3 separate regions of the Mus musculus genome follow, and regions 1 and 3 are each linked to region 2. The links are chromatin contacts, called in public promoter capture Hi-C maps. All regions are on one chromosome and are shown on one strand. The core of a region is the stretch at or near the end of the contact, and the rest is flanking DNA. Distances in the headings are between cores, read along the strand shown. Region 1 overlaps Ppp1cc (protein phosphatase 1 catalytic subunit gamma). Region 2 overlaps Atp2a2 (ATPase, Ca++ transporting, cardiac muscle, slow twitch 2). Region 3 overlaps Ccdc63 (coiled-coil domain containing 63).

Region 1 (3,769 bases), core at 1,027-3,526, 310 kb after region 2:
CCAAACACATTAACATTAATACTTAACGGATATAAATCAAATTCTCTCATGGACAACACGTACCTATAGTTGAAGATACTTAGAATGCTGAAGCTGTTGTCCAGCATTCACAGTCCAGCAACACATGATGGATTCTTTTCAGTTCAGCTTTGGGCAGAGGTGGCAGCCTGGGAGGTCCTTCCTGGGAACTAGTGGGAAATGACCTGTGCTGTGTCTCGTTTTCTATAAAGCAACCCCACTGGCTTGGACCAGGAGTCTTCGGTTTCTCTCTGGATGATGCTGCCAGAGTGCACGGTATGTGTGGCCTTGTGAGCAGTCTTGAGTTAATCCTGCCAGGGAATATTCTAGCTGTTCTGTGGGCCCGGGGCAGGAAGCTAGGCTGGTATGCACCAAGACTGCACATCTGGTAAGCAGAACTGAGCTCAGCTAAGTTCCTCTAGGTCACCAAGTGGGTAAAAAATTAATTTCAGGGCTGGAGAGATGGCTCAGTGATTAAGAACACCGACTGCTCTTCCAAAGGTTCTGAGTTCAAATCCCAGGAACCACATAGTGGCTCACAACCATCCAATCATGAGAGCTGACACCCTCTTCTGGTGTGTCTAAAGACAGCTACAGTGTACTTAGATATAATAATAAATAAATCTTTTTTAAAAAATGAATTTCAACTATTTTCTGATTCAAGGCCACCAGCATCTCAAACCGAGCCTTTTTTCTTTTTTTTTTTTTTTAAGATTTATTTATTTATTATATGTAAGTACACTGTAGCTGTCTTCAGACACTCCAGAAGAGGGCGTCAGATCTTGTTACAGATGGTTGTGAGCCACCATGTGGTTGCTGGGATTTGAACTCTGGACCTTCGGAAGAGCAGTCGGGTGCTCTTATCCACTGAGCCATCTCACCAGCCCCGAGCCTTTTCTTTTGATTAAAAATTTAAAAATGTTGAGCCAGGCTTGGTGGCGCACGCCTTTAATCCCAGCACTCGGGAGGCAGAGGCAGGCAGATTTCTGAGTTCGAGGTTAGCCTGGTCTACAAAGTGAGTTCCAGGACAGCCAGGGCTATACAGAGAAACCCTGTCTCAAAAAAAGAAAAAAAGAAAAACCAAAAAAGAAAAAAAAATTTTTTTCAATGTTCCTGTGTGTAGAACCCCAAAGGCCACAAGAGGGCACTGGACCCTTGGAGCCTGAGCTACAGGGAGCTGTGCACCCCACCCTGCAGTGGGCCTAACTGCCCTGTGCTCCTCACTTTCCATTCCCCAGACATGTCTTCAGAAGCCTGGCCTCTGCCTTCTTCCTTCCAATCCATCCCACACGGACTCTACAGTCCACCCCCTCCCATGTCTCCCAAGCTAACCCAACAATGCCAATGATTCTCAGCTTGTCCTTATCCACCACCAAGTATCAGATGACAGATGGACTTCTTTCAGCCACCTGGGCTGGCCCCAACCAGGACACCCTTTCTTCCTGGATTAGCACTTGTCCCTTGGCCCCCAGTTTCACCTGTTACATAGGTGTGTGCTGTTTTTTTTTTTGGGGGGGGGGGCGGGGGGCTATACATGTATGGTACATTCATTCACATGTTTACTGTGAATATGAACAGAATGGTGGACTGTCTCACACCAGTTTCTACAAGTTTTGACACTCATTACTTCTAATACCAGGAAGCACCGTGTCCTCCCTCTGTGGTTTGGTTTGGTTTTTTTTTTTTTTTTTTTTTTTTTGGTTTTTTGTTTTTTGGAGACAGGGTTTTTCTGTGTTGCCCTGGCTGTCCTGGAACTCAGAAAGCCGCCTGCCTCTGCCTCCCGAGTGCTGGGATTAAAGACGTGCGCCACCACGCCTGGCTCCTCTGTGTCTTTTTATGTTGGTGTCAGGAAGACTTGCTCAGATGATGAGCTCAGAGGAGCACAGGCTGGTGTAACTCAGCAGAGACGCCCCATACACTCCTAACTGGGACTTGCTGTGGCTCTGCCATTCACCCAGCTAGCGAGCCAGAACCTGAGAGAAACGAGGCACTCCCTAGGTTACAAGTTACAAGGGTGCATGCAGACAGAGGAGGAAGCCTTTGGTAAACAGTGAAAGGCTTAAAGTGTCTCTTGTATCAACTTCACGTTTTCTCTGCTCAGGGCCCCATGACAGAAAGCAAACCACCTCTAGGGCTGATGCCCTTCAACAGCCTCTGACCTAATCAATGGCTCAGATTCCGACCATTAGGTTCAAGCTGAAGGAAGCAGGCTGGGATGTGGGAGTGCCCAGGGGAGTACTTGGCTGACCCTTAGGACCCACTGGCCAGCAGTCAGGCCAGACACCATCTAGGCCTGCCCTCCACCACCACACACAGGGTCTGAGGCCAAGACACTCCCCAGGAACCAGGGCTACCTGGCTTCCTCTCAATGCACCAGCAGCTTTAATAGACCAAGGCAGCAAGAAACTAAGGCTACAGGCAGGGCTCCAAGGAAGCCAGCCCCTCCCTCCTGCCAGGCTACTTAGCCAAGACCCAGGCCCCTCCCAAAAGGACTGCATATGGAAAGACAGGAAAGGATTCGTGGGGCCGCTGCTGACAGAAAGACACGAACAAGTTAACAAGCTTGCATTTAATAAGTCTGAAACCATTCTCAGCACATGGCATTGTACACGGGCATCTGTGCAAACAGATTCATTTAACAGGTCGTAGTTTAAAAAAGTCATAGATACTGTGAGTTCTGTATAAACCGGTGGACGGCAAGTTAGTTCCTTTTGATTTATAAGCCTCAATGTCACCGCAGAATAAAGAATGTAGCCAAAGAAAGCATTATCGGTCACTCGTATAGGACAGTGTTGTTTCTATAATTTGAAGCTTTCTGAATGGACGGGTTCAGGCCTGATCCAACTGTAAAAAGATCACTCAGTGAATAGACTATATGGGAACTGTACAAAGTGTCATTAACTTCCATCATTAATAGCTTACTCAGCACTATACCACTATTGCTAGTTAAAATAACCTGCTTCTGAGGCCCCACGGAGGGAGGCGGCCTGTGCACGCAGCCTCGATGCCCTGGCCACCTCATCCCCAGGGCGTGCCATACAGTCCAACAGAAACTTTGGCTTTAGGAAGGAATCACAGACATTGAAAAGAATGGCTTTAATCATTATTAAATGTGCAGTGGGAAGGAGTGTGCTTCAGATAGTCTGGGCAGGGCTGGCGGCAGGCAGGTCACTCCTGCTGCCACAGCTGCAGACACTAGTTTGTACATGACAAGACAATGAGGGAAAGCAGTCCCTTTCAAACAAACTGGAAAAAAAATTGTTCACAGTGGTTTGTATCAACAGAATGCATTTATGACAATTACATGTAGAGACTCACGCACTCTAAGGCTCTCTTTATATCCTAAAGAAAACAGGCATTTACATTATTCATGACTTATACTAAATTAAAAAAAGATCAATTGTACACTTTCTCCTCAGACAGGATAACCTGCCAGGGTGTACAGCTTAACACCATCATCAGAGCTGTCCACAAAGGGAACAGAGGTTCAAAACAAAATGCTCTCTTGAGAATGAAGTGCTTGGCTTGCTGCTATAACCAGCAAGTGCCAGCAGTAATCAAATGGAGGAGGGCCCGACAGACAGGTCTACCTGGGCAAGCTGACCAGCACATCACAGTTTAAAAAGGAAGGTTATGAACGCTATGTTACAAGTCCCAACCAGGCAGTGTCAAGTGACATCTATTTCTTTGCTTGCTTTGTGATCATACCCCGTGGTGGTGTGACAGGTCTCGTGGCGTTGGGCTTCTTTTT
Region 2 (3,783 bases), core at 73-2,572:
GTGAGGACAGGTCATAAGACACTGAGAGGTGAAGGACTATGGGAGGTTCCCCACCTCCACACACCCTCAGACCATGACAGACCAGTTGATCTTGAAGCTTGACCTGATTACACGGGGCTGGCATTTCCTGATTTCCTGTAATCACTCCTCCCGCTTCATGACTAATAGTCAGTGTCAGTCTTTCCATTCTTGCCATGGAGGTTAAGACTTTTGGGGAAAAAAACAGCTTTAAAAAGAAAAAAAAAAAAAACAAAACCAACAACAACCACAGGAAAGGGGTCACTTTTGCTAAGATATTGTGACTTGGAAAAATACAGTGTTTAAGCTTTTCTTGTGTTAGAACATGTAGAGGATTTGGGGAGGTGGCTGGGATGTGAGGATAGAATGGTGTAATTCCTGCTTCCATGTATTAATTTGACCTCCAGAAGTGAAAGATGTTCATAGCTCAACGTTCAGTTTCAGGGCTTTCTGAACTCCACCTGTTGAGGTACATGTCCAGCCCACCCCAACCCCAAGTGCTTGGGATTAAAGGCATGCACCACTGCACCCAGCTAAAATAAAATACTTTTTATTCACCCACATACATGTATACGTAAACTGTTTTCCTTGCATATATTATTATTTATGTTTACCTTAAGTAAAAAAGATGTTTAAGTATTCTTACTTAAATCTCCTTGTAAGGTAAAGAAAACTTCCATTCATTTATAAATTATCGCAAAAATAACTTTTAAAAACTGACTCTTAACTGTATTCTTGGTAGACTAACCTTTAAATTGTATTTTTCTTCAGAGTGAAAATCAGTATTGTTATGGAAAGGAAAGAGCTAAGAACTTACAGAGCCAAGAACTACACGTGAGCAGTGTCAGGTGTTAAGCAAATGGAAGGAGGTTTATAACACATGCTCTCATTCTTCCTGCCTCAGCCCAAAGAGAGGAAAAAAAATGTGGAGGAAAAAATTGCAGAGCACTCCCTTGGCAAGAATAAGAACTTTCCACTACCACGTGCCCTCAGGCGCTCACTCGCCCATTAGGGAACATCACTGGATGTGATCAGCAGTGTTTCCTTGCCTGCTTCCCAGGCAGAGCCCTGTCTGAAACTCACAGGAGCCTGTGGCGTAAAGACAATTGTTATTTTTCCTTTGAAAAATATTAGACAGATCTTTACTTTCATAGATTTATTTTTTAAAGCTCCTTAATAGATCTGTCCTGATGTGCAACCAAATAGACCCTTAGCAAAAGATGTGAAGCAGTCATAACAAGCTAGAGGAAGTCTTTCATTAATTGAGCTTCCTGAAGTAAAACTCTCTACTTCCTGGCCTTGGTAAAACAAGGTCATGGGTTGGCCAAGATGATGCAAAGGCTTTCTAGCCGAGAGAATGCTAGCACATAGTGGGTTATAAAAACTAATTCGGGCATACTTCCTTCATGTCTTTCCACAGAGACGATCTTGTGGGAGCTAGTATTTCTGGTATGCAAGAAAATGTAATAGAGACTGTTCCAAAAAGTTCTTTTCAGAATCTGAACCTGTGGTTATGAGTATTCTCCCCATATTGTTTTTTTAATTGTATTTCTGTGTCTGTGTCCATGTTCATGTGTGTATGTGTGTGTGTGTGTGGGGGTATATATGTACAAGAATGATAAGAGAACAAGTTAGGAGTTCACTGTCTTATACAGTATGGGTCCTAGGGATTAGACTTCCAGTTGTCAGGCTTGGTGGCAGTCGATTTTAGCTGCTGAATCACCTTGGTAGCCTGCCTTGTATTAAATTTTTACACTTGATCTTAGCTAAAAGGCTGAAAAGTGATGTAAGAAGTAAGTCAGCAGAGGAAAATGAATGGATAGATTCAGTTCAGCCCTGTCTGCCTGAAATTCACTATGTAAACCAGCCTAGACTGTCTTTGAACACCATGGAGATCTACCTGCCTCCCAAGAGCTGGGGTTAAAAGCTTGTGCTACCTTACCTGGCATCAGGTGTTGCCTCTTTATTCATGAGTCTGATATATGTTTTTATTTTGTCTTTTAAACTGTTAACTGAAGTTCTTTGTATGTCACCATGATCCAGCACAAGTTGAATTACAAACAATACTCCTTTCCGTGCAGGAGAAAGTATGGCCCACGCTTAGTTTTAACATGCAAATGTAGAGTCCGCCAAATCTTTGGACAGCTATGGCCCATGGAGACCTTGGCTCAGAAACAACAATGCTTGAAGAAGTAGTGACACAGAAAACAGCACCCCATATTCTTAATATATGAAGGATTTTAAAATACAGGAAATTACTCACCCAATAAACGGGACTATAAAATAGGCCCATGGCTTCAGAAAAATCTACCACCCATGGAATTCTAGAAAGAATCCAATCCTTATAGTGGTCAAGCACACCTTTCATTCCAGCAGTTGGCAGACAGGAAAGGAAGGTGGATCTCTAGGTTCGATGCCAGCCAGGGCTACATAGACAGACCCTGTCTCAGAGGAGAGAGAGAGAGAAAAAAATACACCTCTAGGGCTGGAAAGATGGTTAAGATTACTGACTGCCTTTCCAGAGGTCCTGAGTTCAATTCCCAGCAACTACATGGTGGGTCACAACCATCTGTTATCGGATCTGATGCTCTCTTCTGGTGTGTCTCAAAACAGTGGCAACAGTGTACTCACATATATAAAATAAATCTTTTTTTTTTTTTTTAAAGAAAATGTACCTGGAAACTTTTTTAAGAGGAATCTGTTTATGTCAGCATCTAATTGACAATTTAATCAAAATCCCATTGGATCCTTTTTATATGATTGTCTAGTAATGTCCCACAGGCATCCAAACCTGGGAGTTTGAGAGGTAATCTGGTCGCCTCCTTGGAGTGTGAATTGTTAACGTATAGAAAGTAAGAAGATAGGGTTGGCTTTGTTACTTTGCTCTTTTTTTTTTTTTAAGATTTATTTATTTATTTTATGTATATGAGTATACTGTAGCTGTACAGATGGTTGTGAGCCATCATGTGGTTGATGGGAATTGAACTCAGGACCTCTACTTGTTCCAGCCCCAAAATTTATTTATTAAAATATGTAAGTACACTGTAGCTGACTTCAGACACACCAGAAGAGGGCGTCAGATCTCATTAAGGATGGTTGTGAGCCACCATATGGTTGCTGGGAATTGGACTCAGGACCTTCGAAAGAGCACTTTGCTCTTAACCACTGAGCCAACTCACCAGCCCTGTTATTTTGTTTTGGCTCTAGGTAGTTAACTTCAGTGTTAAATTGAGCCAAAGTCATTTTCTATATATTATAGGCAACTTACTTTTCTTCTACTCAAGAAGATAATCATACTGAGAAAAGTCGTAAAAATAATACCTGATGGTTGAGTAATAATACCTGATAGTGTCTGGGGACTACACATTAAACACCCTAACAGCCTCATTCCTTGAGACCATGGAGGTGGGTAAAATTATTACCTTTTTTTTTTTTTTTTTAACTGTCCAAGACCAGTTTAAAGATCTGGTCCTCAGGGATCATTTGGGCATGAGAGTAACTTTTAGCTCCATTAATCTTTCTTTTATTGGTTATTCCAACTATGTGAGGATAAATCAAAGGCCTTGTTTGACAACTGTTGCACTAGGAAGTAAGTAGGAAGTTTCCTGTTTGTTAAGGCTCTCTTTGTAGTGTGGACCTTGATTAGCACTCACCACAGGAGGTCTCCCTGGACACACCCTGTACTTAGCTGGCTTTGGGGAGCAAGGATGAGAGTCGTCCTTTTCATCCCTCTGGCCACAGTAGAAAGACCTTCCGGGGGTATTG
Region 3 (3,882 bases), core at 136-2,635, 370 kb after region 2:
GGTGCGGCCTGCCTTGGTTTGAATTCTGAGCCTTCACTTACTAGCTGTGTGACGTTGGCCACATTCCCGACCCTCTCTGTGCTCGGGTTCTTTGAGCTCTGAAATGAGGGTGCAACTCAGGAGCTACACCACCGGATTTATTGGGAGGATTAAACACGGGTTAGTTGGTGGTGAATCTCAGTGAACCCAGGAGAGGGGTTTGGTGAATTCCCTTCAGGAGAAAAACTAAAGCTAGAAAAGAGAGCTTCCTTACACACATTCACAAACACCGTAACACTTACATGTTCACACACACATGCTTACACGGATGTACACACATACACACACATGTACAGGCACCTGCCACAAACACTATACACTAAACACTATACATACACTATATATATATATATATATATATATATATAGTATATATATGTATATACTAAACACTATACATACACACACATGTGCACAAAGACACATTCAAACACCAGTAAACACTATATGCACATGCTCACATATGCCTGCACATATATGCACACGCATGCAAACACATATGCACACATGTATGCACAAAGTGTGTTCATGCAGACGTATACACATATACGTACAGAGGCTCACATGCATGTGCGCGCACACACCACGCTTTTCATATCTGAGCCCCATGGGCTTTTTTCTCCAAGATTAGGAAGAAGGCAAAAATGACTCCTGTTAAGCTTATTCAGTTCTGTACCTGTAGGATGCTTTGCCAAAGCAATACAGCAAGAAAAAGGAACTAAAAACCCTGATTGAAAGGAAGGAAATGAAATGTTCAGAGTGGGGCTCCGGATATGTCACAGACGCTTGTGAAACTGCCTTCTGCATTTCCGGGTTTAGCTCCCAGTTCAGGGTACAGAGGGGACATGGCCACCCAGACTGTGGTAGCTTGGCATGAATGGTACCGGCTGTTCTTATGAGTGTGAATGTGTATGTGTGTGTGTATGTGCACGGGCGCGCAGAGAGCCGAGTTTGAATCTTAGCACCCACCCCAGGCATCCCAGGCAGAAGGAATGGCATAAATGCAGGCTGGAAAATCAGGCTACTGCTGGCTTTGATGTCTAGTGGAACACTGGTTTTTGGCCTTCTCATTGTCAATATCTAGGGAATTCTTTTTGGACCATGTTTTCCTAGAAACTGTCACTCACAGCGCTTTCAGTGCCTCAGATCTACCGTGTGCTCCTGTGAGCAGCTCTGCCAATGTGCATCAGAGAGATTTCGGTGCCTCATGATGTCAGAATTTCCCACACCCACGGCCCGTGGCCAGGAGGAAGCCAGCATCCTGCACAAACTCCCATCCCTCCCTCTGTGATAATGAGGGCTGCCTGGGCTGGCGGTCTTAACCCTTGACCCCCTGACCCCGTTTTTTCCTTCCAGCTATCATAGAAAAGAAGACAAATGACCTGCTGCTTCTAGAGTCCTTCCGGCGCCTGCAGGAGGCAGAGGGGCCCGATGTCGATGTCCCACAACCCTTTGTCAACCCCTTCTGGGGCGGCTCTGCCCTCCTCAAGCCCCCAGAGCCCATAAGGGTTGTGCTGCCTGTGTTTGGGGCAGACTCCTTCAGTGACAAACTTGAAGAGGGTGAGTTCTTGCCCTCTGCCACCCAGGCAGGCCACTGGGTAGGGTCCCTTAAGGACCCCAAGTCTCTATGGGGTCTGTGGGCCTCAGTTTCCCTCATGGCCACGAATCATCACCACAGTATAGCCACTTGTTTGAACAAAATGAGAATAGGTCCTTAGGGAACAATAGGGTCAGGAAGTGGGAACATGTTCACTGCAGCCCCAAACTGGAAATTAGCAAAGGACCCTACACACACACACACATACACAAATACAATGACACTTGTATATACACATACTCACATACATACTCATAAACACACACATACACCTATATTCAAACACATACACACTGACACATAAACATACCTACATACATATACATACTCCTACACACACACTCATATACATGTATACACATACATACTCACAATATTCATGTACACTCTTACACTCATATGCACATACTCATATAGACACACTTATACACTGACATACATACATACTCATAAACAAACACATACAACATATACTCAGACACATACATACTCACACATATACTCATATACACACACAAACACACACACACACACACACACACACACACACTCTTATACACACGTGCATGCCACGCACCATTCACTTAGTCAGAACTTACCCAAACACATAATGGAGTACTATGTAGCCACTAAAATGTATGTTCCCCTGGGTAGCAATGGCTTAGCAATCAAACCGAGGCTGTGCCTTGCAGCTTGGTCTGTGGGTATTAAACCAGCTATGTCTCCCATTCGTGCATGGGAATCCCCTGAGGGTGCTTCTCTGCTTGGAGCTCTAAAGGGCTTTCCAACCGGTGCTCAGCCCAGCATGATGGCGTGACACTGTCCCTGGGAAGGAAGTGAGCTGGGCACCAACTCCCAGTTCCTCACAGAGCTTGTCCTGGGTGCAGTGGACTCTCCTCTGGACCACAGTACCCTCCAGCAGATGGTCTTGGAGAACTTCCTTCAGAGGGAACGCACAAAAGAACTACAGGACACCATGTCAGAGAAGGGGGACGAGATAAGGCTCAAGAAGAAGGTGATAGGCTGAGCCTCGTGGGTGCCTGTATTCCACACCAGAGAGAATAAATGTTTTCTTGCTGATCCTAGGGCCTTTGATGTGCTGTGCTGAGTAGCTCTGCAGGCTGCAAACCAGCTTAGAAGTGGGGTGAGGGGCGAGAAGCATGGGCCTCAAGAGTGGCCCGAGGTCTATGTGGCCCTTGATAACCCTGAGAATGTGGCCAGCACTGCCTCCTACTCCCTCACCCCCACCTCCCACAACTGACAAGGTCTGCCGGATGGAACAGGGCAGTTTAGGGGGTGGCTCATGTTGAAATATTGATCTCAGACTCTAGGGTCTACTGGATGAGGCAGAGACTGGGCAGGAACCAGGGTCTTGGAAGCTGAGAACCCCTTTGCCTGTGTGTACTTTGGGAGTGAGTGTCCCCACAGAACTGAGCTGGGTCCTGCAGGCCTTGCTGCCCCCTCTCTAGAGCCCAGGTATCTGTGGTCCCCAGCCTCAGTGTCTCTGGAAGAGCCCCTAGAAGACACTCCCAGAACCACAGGAAGGGTATGGGTCACCCAGAGTTTGAGGGTTCTGATCCTTCAGGACCCCATCCCTTGAACCGCAGCTTCCTGCAAGGGGCCCACATCGGTTGCAGGGCTGGATCTGACCCTGGGTGTGGGAACTGTGGGTTTCTTCTCTCTCTCAGACAGGGCCTCGCTCTATAGCCCAGGCTAGCCTTCGATGTTACTAATGCTTGGTTCTAGTGATTCTCTTGGCCTTGGCTTCCTGATTTTAGTTTAGCTATGGGGACTCAGTTCTAAGGTTAAGCAAAGGCCCAGGTCAGGGGAGCCAGGAACTGTCACTGCCGGTGTGTTATTTTTATTCAGGATCTCATTATGTAGCCCAGGCTAGCCTGAAACCCACTATGTAAAGCGGGCTAAGTCTGGAAGTCCCAGAGATCCATCCGTCTTTTTTCCCACCTTCAAAGCCTGGGCCCAGAAAGCAACCAGAGCTAAGGGAAGGCCACCTGGAGAGAGTGACAGAACTGCCACTCCTGGATGCAGATGCTCCTGAAGTCCGTGGACTTCTTGGAACTGACTCTGTAGACCAGGCTAGCCTAGAACTCAGAGATCCACCTGCCTCTGACTCCCAATGGCTGGAGTGTGCCCCCCACAAAGTGCCACCACTGCCAGGTGGTGCCTGTTTGCTGTTCAAACTGAGATCCCTGCAGCCTTCACAGAACCCAAATACTTTGTGACTTTGG

Evidence for each region. Capture Hi-C pulls out chosen DNA fragments and counts their contacts.
Region 1: a promoter capture Hi-C map of adipose tissue shows a contact between it and region 2. The contact joins two enhancer-like sites. A contact is called at or near these places in 1 of 39 promoter capture datasets (pre-B cells), 3 of 484 Hi-C or Micro-C datasets (embryonic stem cells and granulocyte-monocyte progenitors) and 1 of 9 other capture datasets (adipose tissue).
Region 3: a contact with region 2 is called in a promoter capture Hi-C map of adipose tissue. The contact joins two enhancer-like sites. A contact is called at or near these places in 3 of 39 promoter capture datasets (the C10 cell line, neutrophils and pre-B cells), 2 of 15 datasets of contacts at CTCF or cohesin (large pre-B cells and pro-B cells) and 1 of 9 other capture datasets (adipose tissue).

What each region holds. Positions count from the first base shown.
Region 1 is chr5:122,174,073-122,177,841 of GRCm38.p6, reverse strand. It overlaps Ppp1cc (protein phosphatase 1 catalytic subunit gamma), which reads right to left. Exons shown (of 7, transcript NM_013636.4): 7 at 2,569-3,769. The coding sequence ends at 3,698. Among named protein-coding and RNA genes, the nearest start is that of Ppp1cc, 18 kb to the right of the region's middle. Within about 2 kb of position 2,276, at least 35 of the 459 cell types and tissues checked have an H3K27ac peak or open chromatin away from gene starts, as enhancers often do. A contact at or near this core is called in adipose tissue, where this site is marked.
Region 2 is chr5:122,479,245-122,483,027 of GRCm38.p6, reverse strand. The region is part of intron 5 of Atp2a2 (ATPase, Ca++ transporting, cardiac muscle, slow twitch 2); the gene reads left to right. Among named protein-coding and RNA genes, the nearest start is that of Atp2a2, 21 kb to the left of the region's middle. Within about 2 kb of position 1,322, at least 26 of the 459 cell types and tissues checked have an H3K27ac peak or open chromatin away from gene starts, as enhancers often do. A contact at or near this core is called in adipose tissue, where this site is marked.
Region 3 is chr5:122,106,889-122,110,770 of GRCm38.p6, reverse strand. It overlaps Ccdc63 (coiled-coil domain containing 63), which reads left to right. Exons shown (of 12, transcript NM_001384199.1): 11 at 1,396-1,599; 12 at 2,524-2,716. The coding sequence ends at 2,663. It also overlaps a transcript of Myl2 not described here. Among named protein-coding and RNA genes, the nearest start is that of Myl2, 7.9 kb to the right of the region's middle. Within about 2 kb of position 1,385, at least 36 of the 459 cell types and tissues checked have an H3K27ac peak or open chromatin away from gene starts, as enhancers often do. A contact at or near this core is called in adipose tissue, where this site is marked.